7 separate regions of the Mus musculus genome follow, and all the other regions are linked to region 3. Evidence: chromatin contacts called from public HiChIP or PLAC-seq and promoter capture Hi-C data. All regions are on one chromosome and are shown on one strand. Each heading gives the region's core, a stretch centred on a gene start, on an enhancer-like site or on the middle of the called end of the contact. The rest is flanking DNA. Distances are from core to core; before and after follow the strand shown.

Region 1 (3,509 bases), core at 380-2,879, 1.9 Mb after region 3:
TATATATGATTTGGCTACATGTATCCCTGTGAACCACATGCATGCAATGCCTACGGAAGCCAGTAGAGGGCATCAGATCCCCCAGGACTGGAGTTACAGATGGTTGTAAGCCACTATGTAAGAACCAGGAATTGAACTTGGGTCCTCACTGGGCCATCTCTCCAGCCCCAAGATCCATCTTTTTAAAACAGGTTCTATGAGTCTAACGCAAGTCCTTGAAAGCACTGTATGGACCGAGCTATCTCCCCAGCGCAATCTCCCCAGCCCAGACAGACATCTTTGCATCTATGAAACATATCTTATCTACTTAGCAGGTTCCGGAGCTTTTTTTTTTATATTGGCGATATGGTAGCCATAAAGAGAAACGAAGCTGGAGAGATACCAAGCAGCTCAGAAGGGGCTCTGCTCTTCCTATCAGGGAGGCGGAGATGTGCGCGTGCACATCAGCAGCTATGACAGAGCGCCCAATTCCTGTCTGCCTCCTACAGTCGCGCATCTGTGCATGCCAGGAACAGCCTTGATAGTGATGTTCTTGTTCCCTAAAGATAGCCCGCCAGAAGGATTCCATCATGATTCTGCAGACACAGCTGGATTCGGCTATCCAGAAAGAGAAGAACTGTTTCCAGAACATGGTTAGTAAAGAAGCTTATGAGGAACTTGTGCGGAAGTCGGGCAACTGCCAGGACGACCTGACACAGGCCCTGGAGAAGGTGAGGCCACGCAAGGTGAGGCCACGCCCACTCTCTGCCAAAGAAGTAGTCAAAGAAACTCGGGGGGGGGGGGCTACGAGTGGACAGGAGTCAATTTCTTGTATGACTGACACTCTTCAGTGCTTTTTAACCCTTGCCCGGACAGGGCGGTCTGTCCAACGAAGGCCTGCGTTCTCTTAGTTTTATATGTTGGTGTCCTCGGCTTCGTTGTAGGGTGGCAGAGATGATAATATCGAACCAGTCTTCCCGCTCACTGGTGATTCACAGACAGGGTTTTTCCCAAAGTCTGGATTATCAGGGGAATCCATGCCCCGTCTCTGGTGGTCATGTCTACAGATCGGTGGGGAAAAAAAAAAACAAAAAACAAAAAACTGGAAATGGAATGAGGAAGGATGAAAGACTGGGAAGAGAGGTGAAAGCCACCTGCTCTCCCTCCCCTTCCCTCTGGACCACCTGCAGCCTGACCATGGGCACCACCACAGAGAGGGCCTGGGACCTTCTGTACTAAAGACTCAGCCGAGAAGACCAAGGGCCCTGGAGGCCACTCTAATCCACTCTGTGTTTTCTGCTGAAAGCTCACTCAGGCAACCTCAGAGACAAAGAGCCTGAATCGCTCCTTGCAACAGACCCAGGAGAGGAAAGCTCAACTGGAAGATGAAATCGCGGCTTATGAGGAAAGGATGAAAAAGCTCAATATGGAGTTAAAAAAACTGCAGGGCTTCCAACAGCAGAGCGAGCAAGAGGTGAGAGTTTGGGGGTGGGGGAGGGGACGCTCACTCGGGCTCCCTTCCTATTAGAGGTCCACAAGGTCACCTTTTGCAGGCAGAATTATTTAGCACTCAGCCAGTACCCTTTGGCTGCTGGGTTCACTCCACCTTCTCTGCTTGTGGACTGACAGGCAGGCAAGGAAGGAAGATCAGAGCAGGGGCGCCCTCTGCTGGTCACTGGAAATTAAAGGCACACACCCCTGTACTCCCCCCAAGCCAGTCTACTCCTCCTTGCCTGGTCCCGTCTTCCCTACTACCCCTCCCCAATCCCCTCACTTTGCACTCCTGAGTAGGTGCACAACTTTGACAAGAAGCTGGAGGAGATGAGCAACCAGGTGTTGCAGTGGCAGAGGCAGCACCAGAGTGACCTTAAGATGTTGGCAGCTAAGGAGTCGCAGCTCCGAGAATTCCAGGAGGAAATGGCGACCCTAAGAGAGAGCCTCCTTGCAGATGAGAAGGAGGTGGGCACAGTTTGGATTCTGTCACTTCCTCTCCACCCCTCCTGACTGGGCAATTTGGGGGGATGGAAGGAACACACACTTACACACACACACACACACATACACACACACACACACACACACACACACACACACACATGCATTATTCAGCAGGGAGCCGAGTCTGGATAGTTCTGGGTCATTTCTAACCAAGAGAAGCCTGGTCCCAGCAAAAGACTGGGACATCAGTTTCCACTCACAAAGATGCCCCCCTCCCACCCCTACCCTGGTTTGCTGCCCTCTGAGCATGTCCTGCTAGTTTTTGCCATCCAAGCAGATAAGAAGCTTTCTAGACAAGCCACACATCCAGCAACCAGAGCAGGGACATCCACGGCAGACCACAGGGCCCTTGCTCAAATGAAAAAGAAGCACCTCTTCTTCCTGGTTGTCTTCTTCCGTTGGCTGTGTTTATACTTGTTCTAAAACACTGCTGTTTTAGAACAAGTCACTCCACTGCCATTAGCCTGAGAATCATTACTATCAGTGTACATATCAGCCACGAACCGTGCCTCCTCCGAGGTGTCACCACTGTGAGTTACGCAGGTTCCTCATGTGGCAGCTCTAGCCTCAGGTTGGGCAGCAGAGCTGATTTTTTTTTTCTTTTCTCAGAAAGAAGAATCCAGTATTTGGGGGAGGGGGAGGTAGCAGTCGGTGTTCTCATCCCTTATCGTCTTGTTTTTCCTTCCTGTGTGTAAAGCCGTACTCCCCGCCTGCAAAGCTAACCCCCAAAGAAACCTGCAGGCACCACCGGGAGAATGACCAGATTATGAACAACGTGGAACAATGGGCAAAGGAGCAGAAGTGAGTATTTGAGACAGAGGTAGGGTAGGTCCCACGGCCAGGAAGAACTGAGAACCACAGTGACAAGTCAGTCACACATGCTTGCCGGAGAACTCACTCACAAGAACTGAGAATCAGACAAGAGGGGTCTGGCCCTTTCAGGCCATCTTGCAAACCCTGCTATATAGCAACAGAGTAGCATCCGACGGGAAGGCCCGTTTCCAGGAGGTCCAAGCTTCTTCTTCCTAAGTTGGGATCCAACCTTGCAAAGCCTGTAGCATAGCAACAGAGTAGCATCAGAAGCACAGAGCCCGTTTCCATGAGGTCCACGCTTCCTCTTCCTAAGTTGGGATCCAACCTCACTTGGAATCCAATCCCTTGTAGACCAAGGCATTAGTAGAATGTGAGTCCCTTTGTGACTGACAAGGCTCTCCCTCTAGGGAAGAGGTGATTGATGGGGGGCAGGAGGGGGGCAAGGAGCCAGCAGAAACCCTCCTGGGAAGACCCAGTGCCCATCAGCCAGCTTCTCGCAGCTCTAGGGAAGAGTCATCCCTCCCCTGTGTGTTTTGTTACAGGATTGCCAATGAGAAGTTGGGAAACAAGCTGAGAGAGCAGGTTAAATACATTGCCAAGTTGACTGGCGAAAAGGAGTAAGTCTTCCTCCCTGGACAGTTGCCTCTTGGGACCACCCCTGGTTGATTGACATTCTGTATGGGGACCAGCCCCCCAGGAAAAACAAAACAAAACTAAGA
Region 2 (3,598 bases), core at 982-3,481, 1.8 Mb after region 3:
TGCCCGGGATTATCCCCTCTTCCCTTTACTCAAAAGATCCAAATAATATTAAATACTACCCATAAGGTTGCAGCTGTCCCTAGAAATGGAATTCTAATTGAATTCCTACTGCTCCTTTAAGAGCCAACATAAATGTCACCTCTAAATAATAACTGCTGACATTTCCTCGGTGTTTGCTCTGAGCTGGGCACTTTGCTAAGGGCTTCTTGGGATTTTCTCAAGAGAAAGAATGAAAAGAAGGGAGGGGAGGAGGGATGGAGGAGGGATGTGGAGGAAGGAAGGGAGGGAGGACTCATTCTGCAGGGAGTACCAGTATTATCCCCATTTTACAGATGCGGAAACTAAGAGGTTGAATGGCTTGCCCAGTGCCTCATAGCTGATAACCAGTGATCTAACTCAGGAAGTGCTTTTACGGAATGGACATGCAGTAAGTGACTGGGGTGACAGAAGGTCTCTGTTGCCCTGGGGACGGGGTTCTAAGTGTGTCCTCTGCACCAGGACGTCATTTGCAGTGTCTCGCCCAGTACCCATCTTCCTAAACCCGAGGAAGCCACCACTCCATCTCTCCAGCCCGGCACCACACCTGGCAGTTTACAGTAAACATTTGTGGAAGGAAGAAAGAAAAGAATGAAAAAAAAAAAAAAAAAAACAAAAACAAAAAAGAAGCTGACTGGAAAAAACACAAAAACAAAAACCTGCCACAGATGGCTTCACCAGATTCAGAGTAAAGCACAAGGTTTGCAAACCCAACATAATCCCCCAAGCTCACACTTTACCTTGGGCATCAGTTTCTGTAACTTTTTTTTTAAGATTTATTTTCTTGTTTTATGTATATTAGAGCATTGTTGCTATCTCCAAGCACACCAGAGGAGTGCATCAGATCCCATTACAGACGGTTGTGAGCCACCATGTGGTTGCTGGGAATTGAACTCAGGACCTCTGGAAAAGCAGTCAGTGCTCTTAACCACTGGGCCATCGCTCCAGCCCTGGTTCCATAACTTATAAATTGACTCTCTGTTTTGGAGTTGTGAACTTTAACTAGAATGGCATACATGTGTGAAACCAGCAAGAGGCCTGCTAACTACTCCATCTCCTGAATAGCTCTTACTGTCAGCTCATCACAACCTGGCATTATCTGGGAAGAAGGAAGCTCAGTTACAGAAGTGGCCAAGTCTGTGCAGTGTCTCCTTAATTGCTAATTGATGTGGGAGGGCCCAGCCCACTGTGGGCGGTACCATCCCCTATGCAGTGGTCCTGGGCTATATAAGGAAGCTAACTGAGCCTGAGGGCCAATAATCCAAATTCCTTCATGGTTTGCACCCTGACTTCCCTCAATGGTGGATTGTGAACTGGGCGTGTAAACTGAATATGCCCTTTGCCTCCTCCAAGTTGCTTTTGACCCGGCCGTTTGTTGCAGCAACAGAAACAAAACTAGAAACCCCAGGTAACTGTTGGCTATTGACTATGGAATAAGAAACACAAAGAGAAGTTAGTGTATTTCTTTTCATACGGAGGAAGATGGATCCCATACTCAGACCCGGAACTGTTTGGAGTGATAAGAATGAATGTCTCAACATGAAAGTATGGCATACGTATGTAAGTGACATCAAGGACCCTCTATTTTATGTCTCTCCTGCCACGAGTATCTATTTAGACTTATAATATAAACATCTGTTCTTTTCTCTCACAGCTTCTCCCTCCCCCCCCCCCACGCCCTCCCTCCAACCCCCTTCATCCGCCAGTCCCTTTTCACGGACAAACTCCTCGGTATGAAATCTCTGCTTTCTTTGTTTTCCTGGTTTCCATTTTGTAATCTAAAATATTCACTCCAAGTTCCGCTTGACAGACGTCCCTAATCTAATCTCCACGTCTGCTTTCTAATTTTCACACTCAGGATAAAACAAATCGGTTGGAGTTAATTGCTGGAGCAGCGGGCCGGAGCTCTGAGCTGTGATTTATGAGCTGAATACGGGCGCTCTGCAACACATTTTTCTTAATTTATTTTTAATGAGTCTCTCAATTAATTTTCTTGGAAACATCTTAATGATGTTGGAGGCGGGTGTTAATGAGGTCTGCACAGCTCCTAATTTTGCATATTTTAAAGTGCCTAATGTCACCTCGCAACCCTTTCTTCCCATTTTAGGAAGGGATGAGGGGAGCGATTATTGTTGAATGGAGAGTCTTCCCTCTTCACATCTCTGTCTTTGCTTAACCTTTCAGACATTATGGGCTTAGGGCGTGTCTCGGCGGCAATCACGTGTTCCCTGCTCCCCTCCCCCCACTCTTGCTGTCTCCGGGCTCTGGAATCTGAGAAACTAAAGCTAGCAAAGGAGGGACAAGGCAGGGTTTCTGGGAAATGGAGAGTTCTGGAAGCAGCAGCTCTGAGTGAAACACTGAGAGGGTACTTGTACCTGGTACCCCGTCCTTTCTGCGAGCAGGGGATGTAAGGGAGGGGCGTGGGAAAACAGCTCACGGGATGTATGTGTTCAGAGCCTTGTGTCCCCAGAGGTCTCTGCAGGCCTCAGAGCATCTCATCCCGGCCAGGCTACCTTACTGTGACAAGCATGCCATTGTCCAGCCCTCCCTGATCCCTTTTCAAAGCTACAATAAGCCGGCACCAGGCTTCAGTCCGTCTTTGTTAGAGACTGTTTGCTGATTAATAGTCATTAAAGATTTCTATAGAAAATTTTCAAAATAATGGGTTAATAATACTGGCCAAAGGCAGTCTAAAAAGTATAGATAGGCCCTATTTAAATTGTGCTGCTTCTTTCTCTGTGTTTTCCTGTTTGTGGGCATTCTAGTTCGTTTTATATATTTGTGACGGTATTGAATATCAATTCTTTCTTAAAACAAACAGCAAATCCATTTTAAATATCATTTTCACGGCTGCTTAATATTCTCCTCGGTAGGTATATCAAAAGTTACGAAACCATTCCACCGTGCTAAGCATCTAAGCTAAGACTCACATATATCCTGTGATGAATCTCTGTACGGCGCTTTTTTTTTTTAAAGCAAGGGTTTTTGTTTTTGTTTTTATTTTTATTTTTTTGGTAAAGCAGTCTAAGAAATTGGTATTGCTTTAAAGAATACAATCCCTTTTAAGCCTTCTGATACATATTTCCGAATTATTTCCTAATCTAAAGGGCCGGGCCAGGTTATTTCCAATAGCAAAATATGAGGGTGCATTTCTCCCATCATGCAGTGGTCTACGTATTACAATATTAAAACTAAACGGCCAGGTTTAGAGTCACTTTTTTATTTTCTTCACTAGTTCAACTCTTTGGAGTGATGTCAGTGTGCCCTTCCTTGGGCTTTAATGAAAGAGGCTATATATCAACGGAAACCTGGATCCACGTGACCTGTCCGCGCAGCACGTGTTTCCTGCCCTCCTCCGTAGATGCTTTCTGCCCCTGTCACCTCATTGTTCATAACTCAGTACTCTGTACATTGTTCATCTGTACTCTGTCCCTCCCCTTGTGTGGAACACCAGTCTCAAACCTCCGTCCACAGTAGCTGAGCTGTCTGAATCTTCCCAGTGGCCTCTGGGGCTCAGTGTCACTATCCCCATCTGGATGAAGATCCCCATTCAAGCAGCAAC
Region 3 (3,567 bases), core at 693-3,192:
CTACCCTGCTCACTTTTTTTCCCCTTTTTTGTGAGTAAACAGACATTCTAACCATGCTCAGCAAAATCAAAAGCTTATCCTTTACCTGCAAAACTGTTGGATACATCAAGTACTTTCTTTTGCCATGATCCCAAAAGCACACCAACTACCCGCTTCTGGTTTCCAACCTTGCCAATTCTGAGTGAGAAAAACAGGTGGTCAGTCACAGACACTCATCGAAAAAGCTATTACTTGCGACTGAGTAGCAAGTATCAACAACAAAGATACAATTTAGTTTATGTCGGACCTAAGGTCCATAAACAAATGTAACAGGTTAGTTCCCGTAGGAAAGATAAGGAAACACCCCAACCCGCATTGGAAGGATACTTTCTAAAGATTCCAGATACTCCCTTGGAGAAAAAGTCATGCTTGTTTTTCTTTTTCTCAGCTTTATCCTTTAAACTCTTTCCCCTCCTCGCTACACTGAAATCTCTCCAGGGATGAAGATCTAAGAGAAGTACCAGTTTTGTTTTTTTTTGTTTGTTTGTTTTGTTTTTGTTTTTTTTTTTTTCCGAGACAGGGTTTCTCTGTGTAGTCTTGGCTGTCCTGGAACTCACTTTGTAGACCAGGCTGGCCTCGAACTCAGAAATCCGCCTGCCTCTGCCTCCGGGGTGCTGGGATTAAAGGCATGCGCCATCACGCCCAGCAAGAATTGTTTTCTTTAGCCACTAACAAACTGCATATTTGGAAACAACTTAATTCTATGCTAAGGAAACACACAAGCCACAGTGAAAGTAACATTACACCTCTCTAACCCACTAAAACTACTTCAAACAACGAGTTTCCACATGCCAAAGGAAACTTCATCCACGAGTCTTTAAAGCCCCTCCATCTGTTCCTTGATACAACTACCAACAGTGTCTGCACCCCCCCCCCCCATTCTTACCAATTGTTAAAATAAAGCTTAAACAGTGTTCACCCCATCAGGGCCCCTAGTATCCCAGGCATTCCGAACAATACAACTGAATTCAGACTCAAAAGGCTCCGTCTTGAGGTTTTTTTTTTTTTTTTTTTTTTTTGGCTCTGGTTGAGTTAGCTGCACAAAGCCTGCTTCAGACCAGGCACTAGCGCCGACTTGACTGCAAGTAGACTCCCTACTGGACCTTCATATTTGTTAACTCCTCACACTAATTATCTTGTAAAACTTCCGAACACGTGCAACAGGTCTGGCCGGATGAACGGCTGGAGCAGGCAAGGGTGGCAGTGAGCTACCCAAGGGAACTGTAGGCTGGCCCCAATCTGCACCTGCCTCGTTTTTAGAGGAACAAGCCGACACCTTATTCATTCCCATTTTAAAGGTACCATTCGACCAGAATCCCAAATCGAAACTTGGCTATGATCCCTGCCTCATCCAGAAAATCGTTCATCGGGGACTCCGAGACCGGGGTTTCAGTGACAGCTTTTACAGGCACGGGCACACGAGACTGAAGCTCGGTCTTAAACGGCGCCCAGCCGTTCTGGGAAAAGGCGCGGCCTCGGCGGGTAGCATCGTTCCGGCTCCGGGGCCTCGCCAGGCGGGCCAGACTCAGGAGTGGCGGCCTCGGTGGGGGTGCGAGGCTGTCAATGGGTACCGAGCACCGCGGTGTGGAGCCGCTGGGGTCGCTTGTCCCAACCCGTGTCCCCGGCCGCCGCGTTTGTGCCCGGCGCGCCCGTGACTCAGCAGCCCTGCGCCGTGTGGCCGCCACGCGCCACCCGCTCACCGGTTGAAATGATCCACCACACTGAGCAGCACCAGGGGGTGAACCACCACCTTCTGCACCGCCAGCTCCGGCATCGCGACACAGCCCGACCACCGGCCCGGCTCCCTGCAACCCGCAAACACCAGCAACCGCAGCGACACAGGCCGCTCCTCCAGGCCCCAGCACCTCCCCTTCCGGTTTGACCGCCGCTGCACAGTCGACTTCCGCTCCCAGAGCGCTTTGCGCTCGTGCCCGCCCTGTCGCCAGGGGCGCCATCTTGAGAAAGGGAAAGAACCGCCTTGCCTTCTGTGGGACTTAGGCTATTGACGAAGCTTGGCATTGAGCCTTTCCCTAGGTTTTTGTTTTTGTTTTTGTTTTCGTTTTTGTTTTTCCTCAGTTGTTTGCCAGCTCACCATTTCTCCTCCTTGGAAGGTTGTAGAAAAAGGCAGATAAACATAAGTAGTAACAGCGTGTACTTCTACTAATCAAATAATTAACGACATATATTTAACTTTCTTTTTTTTTTTTCAAAGATTTACTTATCTATTATATGTAAGTACACTGTAGCTGTCTTCAGACACACCAGAAGAGGGAGTCAGATCTCGCTACGGATGGTTGTGAGCCACCATGTGGTTGCTGGGATCCGAACTCTGGACCTTCGGAAGAGCAGTCAGGTGCTCCTACCCACTGAGCCATCTCACCAGCCCTTAACTTTCACTTAACACTTTAAGTCAGCACTGTTTCAAAATTTCCCAGAGGAGTTTCATTTGTTTGTTTGTTTGTTTTTGGGTTTTGGTTTTTGTTTTGTTTTGCTTCTTTTTTTTTTTTTTTTTTTTTTTTTGAGACGGTGTTTCTTTATGTAACAGCCCTGGCTGTCCTGGAACTCACGTTGTAGACCTGACTGGCCTCTACCTGCCTCTGTTCCCTGAGTGCTGGAGTTAAAGTCATATGCCATCACACCTGGTTTTTATTTATTTATTTTTAATGTTTTATTTCATTGCTTTTGAAGTTGGGCCTTCTATGACATTGACTAGCATGGAAATTGTTGTATAGTCCAGGGTGGTCCCCTGTCTCTACCTCCTCCTAAGTACAAGGGTGACAGCATATGCGACCACACGTGGTTTAGAGATGCTCTCGGTCTCTAACACCAAGGGCACACTTTGGGTGTATGACTGGATACTTTATCTATAGTTTTTATTTCTGGGAATTTTCCTTAATGCTCACTGTGACATAATGAGTGCAACAACATTCAGGTTTTGTTAATCCCAAAGATTTGGGGAGAAAGGCCACCAACCCAAAACACCATGGCTAAATTAATTAAAATTAATTAATTAAAGCAAGCATTTTTATTTATTCAATTTAATTTAGTTTTTATAGGGGTCCCCAATTTCAATTCAATGCTTGGGTGTAAGTATCTGTCTGTCTAAGTCAACTGCTGGTAGGGCCTCTTAGAGGACAGCCATGCCAGTCTCCCGTCTGTAAGCATATCATAGCTTTAAAACAAGCATTTTTTTATTTGTGTACATGGGCTGTCTCTTCCTAAAAACGGGTGTGTGTGTGTGTGTGTGTGTGTGTGTGTGTGTGTGTGTGTGTGTGGTGGTGCTGGTGCAGGGGATGGTTCAAGAAATCAGCATTGGGCATGAGAAAGACAAGGTTTTTATAGCTCAGAGGTAGGGAATTTTCAAATAGGGGATTTGGTGCTCAAAATAGGCAGGGTTACAGGAGCAGAACATGAACATAAGACATCAGTCGCAAAGACCCTCTGAAACATAGACATGATTGCAAGGTGGTCTTAACAAGGCAGTCATAACAACGACCTAACAAGGTAGTGAGAACCAAGGCAGTCATA
Region 4 (3,912 bases), core at 1,365-3,864, 1.6 Mb after region 3:
ATTTGGAATCCTCACTGGCATCTGACAAGTGGTGTATTCTAAACTCTCCCCCCTTCCTGTCTACTGCTGACACAACTCTCAAGTTGTGCCCCTTCAGATCAGTTCAAAGTAGGGAGTCTTGTGCAATGTCTTATTGAGGGAATGCTCACAGAAGATAGGGAAGCAGAAAGGGGTTGGGGAAGAAGCTAAGCCAAGATGTCATTTCAAAGTCTGGAATCGGATTCATCCAGTGAGATGCTCTGAGAGTAAATGATACCCCAGAAATTCTTCTCTTTATATGGAATGACATGTCTTTTATAACTGCTTGCCACTAAAGTATCACTGGGTACCCACAAGTTGCTTGACATTTAAATCTCAGGTCTTAGAGGGCAGAGAGACTCTCACTGAGAAACTAAATTGGCACTTGCCAATTTCAGTGAAGTTTATAGCACTTTTATGTACTATTGAGCTAGGTTACAGTTATCCAGTTCCCTAATAATTCGTCATTTTGATTGTTTCTGGTTTTTTTTTTCCTACTACAAACCATGTGGCGATGACTCTCTTTCTCCAAATGTGTATTACTGACACATGTACCTTTAAAGCAATGGTAAGATAGCTGATAAAATACAAATGAGTCCTAGCTTTGTTAGCGTTTTATTGTATAATAGCCATATTCAATGGTGAAAACCAAGATAAGCTTTGACTTAAAAACAGAAATGTGTTAGATTGCTGCATGCATCTGGAAATGAGAAATAGAAAATAAATTGAAATAGTAACAGCAAAGGGACTATGCAAATACAGATTTGATAACCTAAAAATAGGGGGTATTTAATTTTTTGAGGAAATAAATGTAGACTTTTATATTTAGGTGCCCATATATTTAGCCTTTTAACAAATAAAATGAAATATGAGAATTGGCTGAAAAAACTAGGTTAAGGGTTCCTCTTATTGACTTAGTGCAATCAGATGTATTTTCCATAATTAGACCATTAATATGCTCTTAAAATATGTATCTACCTACAAATGAGAAAAAGGCAGCTCAAATTCCTAGCTCAAGTTCCAAGACACATGGTAAGGCTAAGGGTTTAAGAGAAGAAACGCTGGTATGTAGAGCTAACACTGGGGATTTAGGTGAGGAACTTCTGAGGACAAGAATTTCAAGATTATTAGAAACAGATGGCAAGATGTTCATGCAGGAAAATAGAAAACACATAGGGAAAAAATAATTAACTCATATGAAATGGAAACTAATAACCCAAAGCATCCAAGATATTCAATGTTTGAAGCATTGCTGCCTGGCTGTGGGATTACATGGATAAATTATAATTTCATAAAGCTCATACCAAGGGTTGCCCCTATGGGAAAGAAGAGGCTTTTCTTATAAAATACGTGTTATCTTTTCCTTTTATATTTAGCGTGTGTATGTTTTATGTATGTGTAAGGGTGCACGCAACAGGATACCTGTAGAAGTTCGAGAACAAGCTCTAGGAATCAACTCTAATTCTAGGGAACAAAGTCAGATCATCATGCCTGGTGGTAAGCACGTTGACCCATTAAGACCCCAAATTTATATGTGTGTGTGTGTGTGTGTGTGTGTGTGTGTGTGTGTGTATGTGTATGTGTATATGTATGTATGTGTGTGTATATATATATATATGGAGAGAGAGAGAGAGAGAGAGAGAGAGAGAGAGAGAGAGTGTGTGTGTGTCTCACTTTGTAGCCCCTGCTGCCCTGCTGATCTGGAACTCTCTACGTAGACCAGGCCCGCCTTGAGATCCACCTGCTTTTTTCTCCTGAGTTTAGGACTGAAGGTGTGTATTACTACGCCCAATTCAAGGCTAAAGTTTAAAAGTAGTTTTTAGAATAGCAGAGGATTTAAAAATAACTGACAAAATAAAAAGAAACAGCAGCTATAAATGAAAAAAACAATGAAACACTTATTTTCTAGGAACCGTTCATCTTGATTCAGCTTACTGATTCCAAATAGTTGAAATGAAAACATTTTTTCTTTTCTTTTCTTTTTTTTTAATGGCAGAATGGTATTACTGTAAATTGTGATACAAGATTAAAATAGCTCCCTGCACAGTAAAATTTGTCCTGAAGATTCTTTTGACAATTTTATGTCACCATGTGGTATGAGACCACTGATGAAAAATGTAGCAATTATGAGGGACAGAGGACTGTAAGTAAAACCTCATCTTGTTCAACAATAAAGATAATTTTACACTAATACTCAAGAAGGAAATAGCAGCTCTGAGCTTTATCTGTGTTAGTCTGCCATTCGCAAGTAAAACAACGTATTATATGGCGGAAGTGCTATAGTCTTAAGAAAACATGAGGACGACAAACATTAAGTAGGATCAGATTAAAAAACCAAATTGTAGAGAAACTTCATTAATGATTTATACGAGAGGGTACACATCATGTTAATTTAATTTACAGACGATGGTGAATCGGATGGTGTTGACAAAACCAGAGAGGGCACATAAAAGAGACCTAAAGTGGTTAGAAATATGGGCAGGAAATGAAATGTGATTCAACCTGGAAAAATGCAGCTAGAAAGTACATCTGGAGAGAATAAACAGAAACACAGTCATTCTGTTGGCAGCCTAGACGGTGCTTGGCAAGTCGTACTGCCAAGGGACTTGATTCGTGATGATAGTGTCAGCAAATTATGTATGGTCTCGCAACACGGTCCTCGGTGAGATCAGTCAGTGAGATTTTAGTATGTACATCTAAGAGCTCCGCATCACATCGCTGGAAGCTAAGTTCTTTTACTAGCACTGCCGAGATCACAATGAGAATACCAGTTTGTGGCCCCACACTTGATTCAGTTAAGCAAATTGCCTAATGTTCAAACTAGAAAATAAATGTAGGGCAAGCTTCAGACTTTAACTTACACCGAAAGATTAAAGGAAAACATGTTGTTCGTTCATTTTTTCTATTACGTCCAGTTACAGCACTTCACAAATATTCAAAAGACGTAAACATCATGGAAGTCAAGTCACTTTAAAGGTAGGTTAAGAGGCTTTATGGTTAAGTACTGGGATGAAATTAAGTAACGGAAATTTAAGACGGAATCCGGGAAATGTTTTCTGACAGTGAAATCTATTAGTCTCTGGAATGGAGTCCCCAGAGAGCTGGGGGGAAGTTCCATTCTCTAGTCATTGGACTGGATCAAGGCTTGGACAAAAATCATTATTAACAAAACAAAATGAAAAGACAGAAGAAGAACCAGTTTCAGCATTTTGTATCAGCAGAGATGTGCACACACAGTGACGCCATCAGATCCCATCTGATTATCTTCTCCTTAGACGTCTCTGATGGGCCGTGGTCTATCATTAAGGAACCACCTATTATTATTTTTTTAATGAATGCTTTTTAAAAGATCAAATTCATATTTTCCAGCTCATAGACTTCAATTTCCTGGATTATTATTTCTTTCTTCCAAGTCATAGGAAAGCTAGAAACGGAAACAGCCTTCCTTCCCCTGGTGATGAGATACGGCCTTAAATATTCCAGACCTTTGAATCAGATCTCACGAGGTCTCTGAGCTCTGAAGCCCCACTTATATTATTGCATTAGAAACATATTGTGATTGCAGTTTTGCAACCACAACTATGGAATAAATGAAAATTCCTTTACTTCCTTTTCCGGCTTGGTCCAAAGAGAGACCCTCACCAGATGGCGTGCTCGGAGTTGCTACTTACTTTTAGCAAAGCAATTGAACGAGGTTTAAACAACATAAAGCATGCAGTTCATCAAACATAAGACATTTTGCCAACTGGGCCTTTAAATCACCTCGGATAACTTTGTTTATAATTGCGTTTAGTACCCTAACTTTTAAGGATAAAAGAACAAAGAAGATGAATACTTTGATATAAAAATCCATTTTAATACAAGTGTGATTTGTTTAAATAAAAACAAATACAT
Region 5 (3,920 bases), core at 130-2,629, 1.8 Mb after region 3:
AGATTAATCCAATGACTTTAATTTGCAAATATCTTTCCTCTTTTTTTTTTTCCTTGTCTTCCACCTTTGATTTTGAGTACATGTATAATAATGTTGAAGGTTGGGTTTCCGCAACAGAATAGGCCCTGGACAGTCTCACAATTTGATTGTGCACAGGAAGCCACTGCTCTGTAACCACCCAAAACTGGAATTTGTCTCTAGAGCTGTTTGTTAATGAGTGGGAGGTAACCTTTAGGGCTCATTAACATTCCGCTGATGGAAAACTCCAGCGCACAGGTCTCTCTCCCCCCACTCACTTACACAGAAATCTATCTCTGTTAGGCGTGCTGGTGTGTGGAGATTGGTCTGGGCCCTCCCCCTTAGCCCTCCCCTTTAATCTCTTGGTCAGGTTTAGGCAGAGATCTTTAAACTATATAGATTTCTCTTTCACCATGCTCAAGGAGTGTGTTGTGAATCCAAAGAAACATACTGGGCGTCTGAGTATGTGCTGGGTTCTGCTGAGTCTGTCTCCTTCCATCCATAAAGCAATGTACTCACTGATGCTCGACGTAATAAATGGGGTGGGGGTGGTCATGGAGGTGCTCTGTACCTGAAGGCAGAAATAAGAATGGGGAGGGGGGAGGATACAAGAAGTAGCAAGCCCCCGTGTACCAACCACACCTAGAAAATCACAACGAGTTGTTTTCACGAATCCATTTGCGAGACGGCAGTGAACAGGAAGCCATTCTTATCACTAGATCCCTGTGTGGTGTGACAGCAGCTGGTTCCCCTGCCCTGCCAGCAAATAAGACCTCCAAATCCTCCCAGAGCGCGGCAGGTAGCATCCGTGTGCGGCAGAGCATTTAAATTCACTCGGCACTCCTCTGTAAAAGGCCACCATTGACCGGTACATGGCACTGCCAACCAACATCACCTAAACAGATGGAATAACTGCCAATGGAATTTGTGTTTTAATCACATTAATGTATTTGGCAGGGAGATCCACCTAAGTACACATTTCAAAGTCTGCCTTTGATCTGAGCCCCTTTGGGGCATTTTCCATGACTGATAAACTCCTCCTCTGAGTTCATAGACAAATGATGGAAATTGTGGGTTTTTTTTGGTTTTTTTTTTTTTTTTTTTTAAGAAAGGGAGAAGGAAGCCAGACACCCACGTCCCATCTGGCCTCTCCGTCTCTTGGGGGATGAGAAGCTCCGAGATTCAGGACATCTCACTCTCCTCTCACCTGCCTGGGCAGCTCCCTAAGAAGGGCTCCCTGAAAAGGACACTACTGCCCACCCAGTCCCTTCTCCCCCTTGAACACAGAGACACACATACATGCTTGATACAGAATCCACGGTCTCTGCGAGGCTCCTTCTGCTATTTTACAGACGCCTGTTTGGATGCTTGTGGAAAGCCTGCTGCCAACAGCTTCCCTCAGCATCTGCCCCTCTAGCCCATCACACATGTCTTGCTTAGCTTTCTAATATACCGTGATGGAAATCAGAAGCTGCGCTTTGAATGAAAACGCTCTAATTGTGCGATCATTCCTTCTAACTGTTCCACCGTGAGTCAGGCTCAGTACAGACACACAGACAAAACCAAGCCCTGTTGAACTTGGCAGTTTCCGCTCTTCCGGAGACGCAAAGGGCAGAAGGTCATAAGCAAAGTGTGATGGCTACTGAGGGGAAAAGCTGCTACATACAGATTCCCCGCTCAGACGCAGCTCCACCTTGCCTGCTCTTGAAATGGATCATCAGCTACGTCCCTTCCCCACTTAGGATAAAGAGATCTGAGGAGGTTTTTAATTCTCAGATGAATTTTCTTGTTTGTTTGTTTGGTGGATTTTCCCCCCTTCTTTCTCCTCCACAGAACACAACTAGCAAATGATTGGATCTTTGACAGAACAAAGGTATTTTTGATGGCTCTGTAATCTAGTGCGCTAATGTTCCCAGTCCCCTCATTGTCTTGCTGTCTGATCCTATCCCTTCTGCCAGACAGTCACTGCGGGATGAGTCACTTTTAATGTCTGATAATCAAGGTGAATTTTCAAAAAGCTGCCATTTTGGAATTATGCACTATATCCCAGTGTCAGGGACTAGAAAAGAAAGTGAAGGGATAAGGAAGGCTAAGATAGACACCTACTGTATGTTTGGAGAACTGCAGGACCCAGCCAACGTGGTACCAGATAAGATGTGTCTGGAGGGTCCAAGTCGATCAAGGCATACATGATGAGACAGAGACTATGTTAATTATAAATTAAAAATAACTTCTATGATAATGAAGATTATATGCACAGGAGAAAACGTCTTAGTTAAAACAGACTAGAAGGATAGAATTAAAACGCAGCCATTTGGGGCCATGGATTCTGTACCTACTGAATATATTGTGGTCTATTAAATAACCTAATACAAACTTAACATTTGAAAAAGAATAGAAGGGAATTGTAGTAGTCTCCGTGGAAGCTGTATTGTCTGCTGTCCTTACTTAAAGCGCTATCTGCTAAGAACATTACCTAGCTGATGAACACAGCCTCTCTCCAACCACGGAGATGAGATATTTCTAGAATCATTTAAAGAAATACCCACCCTACTCCCCAACAACAACAACAACAAACAAACAAACAAACAAAAAACCCACCAAGCCCAGTGAACTAGCCAGAGGGATGCTAAAAACCCAAGGCAAACAAAGGGTATCAGACACTCTTTCCGGGTTTTGGCTCTTCAAGTATAGGGTGGTCATTGTCTCCTCTGAGGTAATTAACTAGAGCCACGGCTCCAAATTGTAGACCTTGTTTTTCATTGTGGGCGTTGTGCTAAGTGGTGGGGTGGCTGAAGGAAGGCGATCTGAGCATAGCCCGCGAGTTCCGTTTATTATCTGGAGACGTGAGCACTATAAATAGAGCCAGGCTGTTTTGACTAGGGAAATGCTGTCCTCCTCACAGCCAGGGGATGCTGGGGAGCAGACGCTGAAGCTTCAAAGCTTTGTCCTGCTTTAGAAAAGCGTGAGGTTTTTCATGGCTGTTTCAGTGGCTGGTCGGAGAGTCTGCAGGCGCTTTATCTGTCCTGGGGGAAGGAAGAAATGGCATTTCAGAGGATGCTATTTTATACCTGTGATGGATGCTTACATGTGTTCTCCAACAGAGGCATCTAAATACCCTGGCATCCTCTGTGTACAAGTTGTATTTACAGATTATTACACTTATATTATCTACAGTGGTTACCACTAATCCTCTGTGTGTGTGTGTGTGTGTGTGTGTGTGTGTGTGTGTGTGTGTGTGTGTGTTGGGGGGGTAACAGAGAGACACACATATAAGCGCACACACATATGAGCACACATATGCTATAATCCCATAAAATGGCTATAAAATAGGCACATGAAGAAAATTTGTCGTTGCTGCATGGCTGTTATAGTGCACATAAAAGAAGATTTAAAAGCCAGAGAGTATTTGAGCTGTAAGCAAGTCCTTAGAGGTCATTTGGTACAGTCCTAATTGTAGTAAGATGGCAGAAAAGTGACTTGTCCTGTGACACTCAGTCAGAGGTCAGCAGGTGCCAGGCTAATGCCGAGGTCCTTTCTCTCAGCTCGGCACACATTTCTGTTGCCACGCACCCTCGGCAGCGTGGCTAGTCATGATTCCAGCAAAGACACCCGGAGGAAGAAAGAAAAACCCCCAGAGAGTCGCACATTTATAATCTTGAAATACAGGAATGAAATGAAACATAGTATGAATTAAAATTTTTTAAAAAAGCAAGATGGGAAAGAACATACATGTATCTGACAGACAGAACCTTCTCTACCTCAGCCAGCATTTGATACGAAGGCAGAATTGTCCTTATCTTACTAACAGAGACATTTGGAGCTGGCAAAGAAAGTGGGTGCTTCTGGCACAAATGATAGAGCTTTCTTCTTCTCCATATGTGCTTTCAGCGAGAATGTCA
Region 6 (3,593 bases), core at 900-3,399, 1.6 Mb after region 3:
CATTGTTTTAGTTTGGAGCCATAGAGCAGGGTAGGGCTATCAGTTGCTTGGAAGCCTGTGTGGAGCCTTCTGATACCACGAGAACTAGTTCTCAGGGACTTTAAAAAAGTAAAATATGCCGGGCGTGATGGCACACGCCTTTAATCCCAGCACTCGGGAGGCAGAGACAGGCAGATTTCTGAGTTCGAGGCCAGCCTGGTCTACAAAGTGAATTCCAGGACAGCCAAAGCTATACAGAGAAACCCTGTCTCAAAAAACCAAATAAATAAATAAATACATAAAAAAGTAAAATATACTATTATAATTGTATGTTCTAAAGGGAAATCTATTTTATGATTCAAAGAATAGAACACAAGCCTCATTCCAGGAAAATAAGTGTTGACATTACATTAATTGATGGTTTGGCATCCTCTAACACTTTGGAAGTAGGATTTTCATAATAGACATCTGAAAACAACAATTCTTATTCAGTAAGAATTTCCTTTTTGGAGATTGGTAGACCCAAAAGAAAGAGAAAAAGTAGAAGTCTTTAACCCATTCGAGAAACTTGAACTCAAGGATGCTGGGTAAGGATGGCTGGGGAGGAGTACCAAGCAGATTTGAATCTGTAAGAAATCAAGGATGAAGGTAGCAGAGAACAGGAATGAGGTGTGCCGTGCAGCACTCAAGTAGGTGACCGACCGTAAGAACCTGGGTGCTCATCTGGGAGGACGGACTGCCGAAGCCGGATTCCGGCGGGCATTTTAGGGCCGTGTTAAGGTGAGAAGAAGAAAGTAGTTCTTCGTGCCCTGCAACTATCTAATAATACGCTGCCATAGCTGTCTTCTAATTGTAGGAGGTGCTTTATTGGAAATCTCAAGTTTGAACTCCTCAGACTCTGTCCGTCTCCTATCCCTCTAGGGCCAGCTCAGCCCTTCATCCTGTCAGAGCGCATAAAACAGAACAGCTTACAATTTGCTATGAAGGGGTCTTCGGGATGAAGCATCTTAATGTCTGGAAAGATTAGACGGGATCTTCATGCTTAAAGACTCCCATGAAACATTTCAAATCACACGGATGTGTCTCGGTGCCCTTTGCCAAAATTAATAGATTTAGGCTGTGGAGTTAGAAGAAGGCTAAGTATCCATACCCACCTATCATCCAATAACATTTACTATTTTTAAATCTTCTTATAGCTCCTGTACTCTTAAACTGAGAATATATTAAGTCAGAAAGGCTACCTATTTTAGACTCCTGTAAGTTAACACATAGGGGCAATTTCGATGTATAGTGACATTCTAGAAATAAATATCACACACAATGACCTAGAGACTACACCATGTTGATCGCATGCGGCTGTTTTTACTTGCTTGCTTGTTTGTAATTTTGACTATTTATCAGTCTGAGGTTGACCCGCCTTTCTGGTTTCAAATAGCTATTCCAAGAGCCCTGATAAAGAATGGCACAGAGGGACCATGGCGTAATAAACCACCAAGTGAGCTACTTTGAATTCCTCTCATGTTCTGAGAACGAGAATGTCTTAAGCTTTGATAGAACAGGGCAATTTTATATTTTCCGTCTGACTACTTTAAAAGGTTCATTGTCTTTTAATTAAACTACGGTGGGGGGGGGGCTGCTGGGGGAGAGAGCAGAGATTAAAAGCTGTCGTGCTGTAAACGGGGTGGCTTTTAGCAACTAGTAGATGAGTGAAGCCACCACCTCAAGCAAGATGAACTACAGCAACAAGTTCTGTGCCTCGAAGCTTCTCCTTGTCTGACTGTAGCAGTAATTTGGAGTTAATTTGTGTGGCTTCCGCAGTAAAAAAAAAAAAAAAAGACTGTGTTCTATGTCGTCTGACTCTTCCTAGCATGGCTTCGCAGCTGTTAGGTCCCCTTTGTATGGTCCAGCACCGAACCACCACCACAGGTGAAAGCCAGGTGAGCAGGTTAGATGGGCATCTTGGACCAGGCTTAGTGTTCACCACGTGTTGTTTACTCTCCACAAAATGCCTGCGTGGATCAGCCTCTGCCTCCATTCTCCCACTTCCTGCCTTCACCAACAAACGGAGGGCCACTCTCCTCTGGGCAAGTCACACTGTTAGGTTGGGCGAATGTCTGGGTTTCTCTGGGAGTTTTATTGCCTGGCACATTGTCTTGTTTTCCTTTGTCTGCGTGAACACTTTTTTTCCCCTTCTTTGTGTCTGTTTTTCTCCCTTTGCCTCCTACTCCCCACTTGTCCCCAAATCCTTGAAGCCAATGAGGCTGTGGTGACACCTTCTGGGCAGTGCTGGGAGTGAATTACAGCCAGGAGTGAGCTTCCTGGTGGTGGTAGCTCACCCACATACAGTGAATAATAGGATGTATGGTTTGCTTCATCAAAGAAACTGATACAACATCCTACTTGTTCTTGGGATTTCTAGCACTGCTAAGTACCAAATGCCGTAAGTTTCTTGCAAACAAGCACAGATTTGCAGTTAGTGAAATAAAAAAAAATAAATAAATTGACAACCAAGGCCCTACCTGCTTACTTTCCTAGTGGTGGTTCTGAGTCAGGCTTGAAAATGAATGTCAACAAAATAAAGGAAAGCAATTACGTGGGACTAGAATATCAACACCAGACGCTGCTGCACGTGTTTTTGCAAGGATGTGTGTGTGCATGTATGTGGTGAGACACGGCAGTATCCCGTTACATGCCAGTGCCTTCTAGCAGTAAGGACGTGTCCCATGAACAGTCCTGGTGAAGGCAGTGACATCCATCTCAGCTGCCCACTGCCTGGCCGTGTAGGATACAGGTCGCCTGGTGCTGTTTCTGTGCACCCATGTCTCTCAGCAGGTTTCACAGACAGGCTATGGATCTACTCTGTACAGCCTCAACTGGAGTCTTTTTTTTTTTTTTTTCTGAACAGACTCCATCATTCCCACCTCTCCTTCCATGCTGATTTAATTGTTATATTTAACATTTTTAAATGGTTTCTTTTTTTTTTTTTTCATACTGTATGGAAATGATACAAGCTTACAGGTACCAATTTCTCTCTCTCTCTCTCTCTCTCTCTCTCTCTCTCTCTCTCTCTCTCTTCCTTTCCTCCCCCTCCCTTCCTCCTCTCTTTCTTTCCTTTTCCCCTTTTCTTATTTTTTTTTCTATCACTACTGACTTACACTTGGACCCTGAAGAGACTCAAAGGTACAGCTTCTAGGAAAAAAAAAAATCACATGGCAGCTCTAGCAAAGTTGATGTTACTATCTCATCAGGAGAATATTAAAAGAGCCTATGGAGTCTGTTGAATAATCTCTGCCCTCCTCATAACTCTCTGTCATCATCACTGACTGAATAGCAAATACAGAGGTAACAGACAACAAAGGTACACCGGGCAGCCATTGCAGCTGTGAAGCTGCCCGTCTTTGCAGTAACTGCACACCTTAGGACGCCGTCACTAGGACACTGAGCCCAGGACACTAAGCCTGGCTGTTGTGGGTGACTGGAGCAGTTGCATCTGCAACCTTTAAAGGACCACCACATGCCTCATCTTCACTTTCTACGCCGTTCTTCAGTGAAATATTGCTTATTGGGTGTATAATATAAGCATTTATGTGTGGTACAGAACCCGATATTTTTTA
Region 7 (3,518 bases), core at 874-3,373, 1.9 Mb after region 3:
TTCCTCACAGCCCAGCAGGTAGGAGCTAGCAAGCTGGCTCCTACCTACAAGGGAACCTTGGAACCCTGCTCTGTACATAGGCAAGTGTGGGGCCAGGCTGTTTGACAAGGACCTTCTAGGGACTCCCCCACAGCAGGGCTGGCAGAGAGCCATGCTTAGCGTGTGGTTTTTCTCTTTCTGAATCCAAACATTGTGCCACTGACACCAAATTCATCACGTGACTTCTCTTCTCTCTGGCTGCTTCTCTCCCCATCTACCCCATGAAGATTTCCATAGTTACCAAGTTCTTTATGTAGAGCCAGAACCCCTGACAGCCACCTATCCTAATTCCACAGGGCCATTATGCCTCCCCTGGGCTTGCATCACATTCCCTGTCCCACCACAGTGTTAGAACAATGGTCAGGTACTGGCTGAGAAAGGCATTTGCAATGATGTCTTCCTCAGCCATTTAGAGACACCCACCCACTAATGCAAGCCACCACAGAAACTACCTTTTTTTTTCCTCCCCCCCCCCAAAAAAAAAAAGATATCCAATAATTTCCCTATTTTTAAGGTTCCTTTTGCGTGACCTTCAACATGGACTCTCTGAGAGCTGGACTCTACCTAGACTCCATTTAGTTATTCCAGCAGGTTTTACATCTTTTTTAAAGTAGCATCCATAAAAGAGGAAGGTCACTGGAGGGCTAGGGCCATGCAAAGACTGTCAGCTAGGAGGACTCCGCCTCCTGCCTCTGAACACAGACAGACTGCTGACAACACCTGAACCAAGGGGCCAGAGGTGACCTTGGGCTGGAAACAAAGGACTAAACCCGGAAGAACGATTTCCCCCGTCCCTGCAGCAAGACGGGCAACTCACCCTAGGCTGCCCAAGAGCACGGAAAACAAAGGCTCATTTGGCATCTCTGATACCATCTTTGGAAGTGAATAAGACAAATAGCTTAAAAGGGGAGGAGGGATCGATGACACGGCTAACTTGAGACTGTCCGTATGAGACACTCTGATTTATCAGCCTTCATGGAAGCTGATAAGCTCTCGAAATGAGTGTTCTGTGATAGGCGGCTGTACCTCCTGGGCGTCTGGGCTGCTCCCCTGGTTGGGGGGCCGGGAGGGAGGTGACTGTGATGGAGACTGAAAACTCACCCTTTGATTCCATTATTCACTGACCCCATGGGCTTTGCCTCATTATGATGGGGCTGTTAATTGTGCTATTCCAAAGCACAGTCAAAAGCTGACAGAAATTGTATTTCACAACAGGTTTAGGGGAAAGGGGTGGGGGTGGGGTGGGGCGACTATTGCTGTCTTTTTTTTTTTTATTGGTATTATTATAAAGGCTGTGTTTCTTGCATTAGCAGCCAGAGTCAGAGAAAACCGCACGGCCACGTGGGAAGGAGAAGGGCAGTTCTCCCCAGGGCAGGGGGATGTGCGGGATCCAGCAGGCAGAGGGAAGCTATTATTGCAGATAAGAATAAGAAAATGGAGCTGTAAAGTGGGCGAGTAGCCGGGTTGAATATTGGTGTTGAACAGCGTCTGAGCGCCGGCTGGCACTGCCTGAGTAAGATTAAAATCTGCAGGGAAATTTTGTTCCTTGGCACTGGCAGAAATTAGGAATAAATTCAATTGCATTCTGCACAATAGCTGGAAGCGATTGAGGTTAAGTGGCCTCGCTCTCTGATGTGTTAGTATTACTGAGCGCTCTCCGCTCACGTGACTCTGCTCTTGGAACAGGTCGCCATGGCAACTGATGATTTCTATTACAGTACATTCAAGTTCACATTCTAGGCCTGTCATACACTTGGAAATTTCCAGTTAAAATATTTATTTATGAAAAAGGCAAAAGAAAAAAAAAAGAAATGAAATGAAGGAAGAGAAGGAAAAGAAAGGAAAAGCCCCCGTCAGACTCTTGCAAGGGTGGAAAACAAGTCACCTCTGATGCAGAATGATTCGTCTGTAAACAAGGAGAGAGTGTTCTATTTTCTCTTAGCTATTGCCACCAAACAAAACATTTCCCATGGGGGGATGGGCCAACTTTGTTGGGGAGAGGGGCAAGTTAGCATCATACCTACCTAGGTCTGGTGTGCAGGTGTGTGTGTTGTGGAGCCGAGGCAGAGCGACCAAGGCAGTCTGGAAAAGCCACAGCTCTGAGTTTCCACCCCACTCTCAGAGACACATGGTTCTGATTTCTGCTGCCCACTAAGCCTCTGCACTTCATCTTACTCAATGCTCAGCAGCAAAAGAGCTGCTGTCACCTCTCAGCCATAACCACGAGGCAGAGAGATTTCTTGTCATGGGTCAATTCTGTGGGGGTCCCCAAAGGTCCTCAAAGCTGACCCCAATAGAGGAGGAGGCAGCCTGGGGCGTAACATGGAAGACTGCTCTCTCATGGAAGCCATAACCCTGCTCCATAATGATGCTTTCTGTGACTTGTACTTCCACTGGGCACTTCCAAAAAGACCCCGGGGACAGCCCTTGCCCATCCCTACCCGTCTACTAACCTAGGAAGGGTTATACATGTCCACTGGCTTGCCCCTGGAAAAAGGCAAGCTAAGGGTTAAACTAAACCTTTCCTGGGAGAGAAGTCATTATTTCCTGGCCAAGAATTATGCAGGGATGGCTTGCTAACAAGGCCTCCTAGCTTTGTGTATGTTTTCCCCTTAGTCAGGCATATTAAATATGTTAATAAAAGATTCCCCAAAGCTTTCTCTATCAGAAGCTTCCAGGTGGCTGCAGTGACCCTGGGTGCCCAATTACCTGGTGAGGTCACCCCATGACTCACAGATGGAGCTCTCTCTCTCAATCTCTCTCTCTCTCTCTCTCTCTCTCTCTCAAAATCTCCACACTCTCTTTTTGCTCGTGGCTTCTGCTAAGCCTGGTTACAATCGCATGCAGCTCTGTGGCCAGAACCCATTATGTAAAGCAAGGCAGTGTCTCCTGCCCTTGCCTAGCTGTGAGAGCCATAGGCTACTACTAGTGTAAAATATGGATCGCTAGTGTGTCTCAGACCAGCAGAGTCAGAATCTCCAGGTGATTCTGCATCCTTAAAACCAACTAAATTTGGCAAGTGCTGCCCGTAGACCATCGAGCAGGCTAGTGATACTATGGCTGTCTGTGGGTATGTGTGTGCACGGACACATACCTACGCAAGTGTCCAGGTGTGCCAAAGAACAATGGCAGGCATCTCAGTTGGTCTCCAAACAGTTTTGGTTTTTTGGTTTTTTGGTTTTTGTTTTTGTTTTTGTTTTGAGATAGAATCTCTCTAGGAAACTGGAGCTCACCTATCTAGATAGACTGGCTGGGTAGCAGGCTCCCAGGACCATGCTGTCTGTCTCTGCCTCCCTGGTGTTGGAATTACAGACACATACCACCGTGCCTGATGTTTACAGAGATGCTGTGGAGTCAAGCATGGGCTTTCATACTTGCGCAGCAAATACTTTACTGATTGAGCCACTGCCCCAACCCAAAGCTTTCTTTAAAAAGGAATTATACTGACATCCTAATGTCTCCCTGTGAGATACTGAGCC

What was found. Promoter capture Hi-C pulls out the DNA fragments that hold promoters and counts their contacts. HiChIP or PLAC-seq counts read pairs in DNA pulled down with a chosen protein or histone mark.
Region 1: a contact with region 3 is called in a promoter capture Hi-C map of hippocampal neurons, with 22 times the contacts expected there. The contact joins the enhancer-like site here to the promoter of Psmd7 in region 3. A contact is called at or near these places in 15 of 39 promoter capture datasets (the 3T3-L1 cell line, 3T3-L1-derived adipocytes, the C10 cell line and 11 more), 1 of 15 datasets of contacts at CTCF or cohesin (large pre-B cells), 4 of 484 Hi-C or Micro-C datasets (B cells, CD8 T cells, the G1E-ER4 cell line and 1 more) and 13 of 115 datasets of contacts at active chromatin or transcription factors (the 230-238 cell line, T-cell acute lymphoblastic leukemia, acute myeloid leukemia and 9 more).
Region 2: a contact with region 3 is called in an H3K4me3 HiChIP or PLAC-seq map of embryonic forebrain, with 13 times the contacts expected there. The contact joins the enhancer-like site here to the promoter of Psmd7 in region 3. A contact is called at or near these places in 7 of 39 promoter capture datasets (the 3T3-L1 cell line, the C10 cell line, cranial neural crest and 3 more), 7 of 115 datasets of contacts at active chromatin or transcription factors (differentiating embryonic stem cells, embryonic forebrain, embryonic hindbrain and 3 more) and 2 of 9 other capture datasets (embryonic stem cells and embryonic trunk).
Region 4: a contact with region 3 is called in a promoter capture Hi-C map of the 3T3-L1 cell line, with 8 times the contacts expected there. The contact joins the enhancer-like site here to the promoter of Psmd7 in region 3. A contact is called at or near these places in 8 of 39 promoter capture datasets (the 3T3-L1 cell line, 3T3-L1-derived adipocytes, cranial neural crest and 5 more) and 3 of 115 datasets of contacts at active chromatin or transcription factors (the NIH/3T3 cell line, embryonic forebrain and neural tube).
Region 5: a contact with region 3 is called in a promoter capture Hi-C map of hippocampal neurons, with 14 times the contacts expected there. The contact joins the enhancer-like site here to the promoter of Psmd7 in region 3. A contact is called at or near these places in 9 of 39 promoter capture datasets (the 3T3-L1 cell line, 3T3-L1-derived adipocytes, the C10 cell line and 6 more), 3 of 484 Hi-C or Micro-C datasets (the C10 cell line, cerebral cortex and ventral hippocampal neurons), 7 of 115 datasets of contacts at active chromatin or transcription factors (differentiating embryonic stem cells, embryonic hindbrain, embryonic limb bud and 4 more) and 1 of 9 other capture datasets (embryonic stem cells).
Region 6: a contact with region 3 is called in a promoter capture Hi-C map of hippocampal neurons, with 9 times the contacts expected there. The contact joins the enhancer-like site here to the promoter of Psmd7 in region 3. A contact is called at or near these places in 6 of 39 promoter capture datasets (3T3-L1-derived adipocytes, cranial neural crest, frontonasal cranial neural crest and 3 more), 1 of 484 Hi-C or Micro-C datasets (embryonic fibroblasts), 3 of 115 datasets of contacts at active chromatin or transcription factors (embryonic forebrain, embryonic limb bud and embryonic midbrain) and 1 of 9 other capture datasets (embryonic stem cells).
Region 7: a promoter capture Hi-C map of hippocampal neurons shows a contact between it and region 3, with 20 times the contacts expected there. The contact joins the enhancer-like site here to the promoter of Psmd7 in region 3. A contact is called at or near these places in 7 of 39 promoter capture datasets (the C10 cell line, cranial neural crest, frontonasal cranial neural crest and 4 more), 1 of 484 Hi-C or Micro-C datasets (palatal mesenchyme), 9 of 115 datasets of contacts at active chromatin or transcription factors (acute myeloid leukemia, differentiating embryonic stem cells, embryonic forebrain and 5 more) and 1 of 9 other capture datasets (embryonic stem cells).

Annotation. Positions count from the first base shown.
Region 1 is chr8:109,535,267-109,538,775 of GRCm38.p6, forward strand. It overlaps Pmfbp1 (polyamine modulated factor 1 binding protein 1), which reads left to right. Exons shown (of 21, transcript NM_019938.3): 15 at 546-710; 16 at 1,286-1,453; 17 at 1,771-1,938; 18 at 2,675-2,778; 19 at 3,333-3,407. Among named protein-coding and RNA genes, the nearest start is that of Dhx38, 29 kb to the right of the region's middle. Within about 2 kb of position 1,630, at least 24 of the 459 cell types and tissues checked have an H3K27ac peak or open chromatin away from gene starts, as enhancers often do.
Region 2 is chr8:109,434,975-109,438,572 of GRCm38.p6, forward strand. It overlaps a transcript of Pmfbp1 not described here. Among named protein-coding and RNA genes, the nearest start is that of Gm35145, 24 kb to the right of the region's middle. Within about 2 kb of position 2,232, at least 33 of the 459 cell types and tissues checked have an H3K27ac peak or open chromatin away from gene starts, as enhancers often do. A contact at or near this core is called in differentiating embryonic stem cells and embryonic forebrain, where this site is marked.
Region 3 is chr8:107,586,540-107,590,106 of GRCm38.p6, forward strand. It overlaps Psmd7 (proteasome (prosome, macropain) 26S subunit, non-ATPase, 7), which reads right to left and starts at 1,943. Exons shown (of 7, transcript NM_010817.2): 1 at 1,740-1,943; 2 at 86-177. The coding sequence starts at 1,813.
Region 4 is chr8:109,153,092-109,157,003 of GRCm38.p6, forward strand. All of the region lies in intron 2 of D030068K23Rik (RIKEN cDNA D030068K23 gene), which reads left to right. The region is part of intron 1 of 4922502B01Rik (RIKEN cDNA 4922502B01 gene); the gene reads right to left. Among named protein-coding and RNA genes, the nearest start is that of D030068K23Rik, 80 kb to the left of the region's middle. Within about 2 kb of position 2,615, at least 70 of the 459 cell types and tissues checked have an H3K27ac peak or open chromatin away from gene starts, as enhancers often do. A contact at or near this core is called in the NIH/3T3 cell line, where this site is marked.
Region 5 is chr8:109,415,307-109,419,226 of GRCm38.p6, forward strand. It overlaps a transcript of Pmfbp1 not described here. Among named protein-coding and RNA genes, the nearest start is that of Gm35145, 44 kb to the right of the region's middle. Within about 2 kb of position 1,380, at least 62 of the 459 cell types and tissues checked have an H3K27ac peak or open chromatin away from gene starts, as enhancers often do. A contact at or near this core is called in cerebral cortex, hippocampal neurons and ventral hippocampal neurons, where this site is marked.
Region 6 is chr8:109,183,837-109,187,429 of GRCm38.p6, forward strand. All of the region lies in intron 5 of D030068K23Rik (RIKEN cDNA D030068K23 gene), which reads left to right. The region is part of intron 1 of 4922502B01Rik (RIKEN cDNA 4922502B01 gene); the gene reads right to left. Among named protein-coding and RNA genes, the nearest start is that of 4922502B01Rik, 64 kb to the right of the region's middle. Within about 2 kb of position 2,150, at least 48 of the 459 cell types and tissues checked have an H3K27ac peak or open chromatin away from gene starts, as enhancers often do.
Region 7 is chr8:109,463,103-109,466,620 of GRCm38.p6, forward strand. It overlaps a transcript of Pmfbp1 not described here. Among named protein-coding and RNA genes, the nearest start is that of Gm35145, 3.7 kb to the left of the region's middle. Within about 2 kb of position 2,124, at least 72 of the 459 cell types and tissues checked have an H3K27ac peak or open chromatin away from gene starts, as enhancers often do. A contact at or near this core is called in embryonic forebrain, embryonic limb bud, forebrain and 2 more, where this site is marked.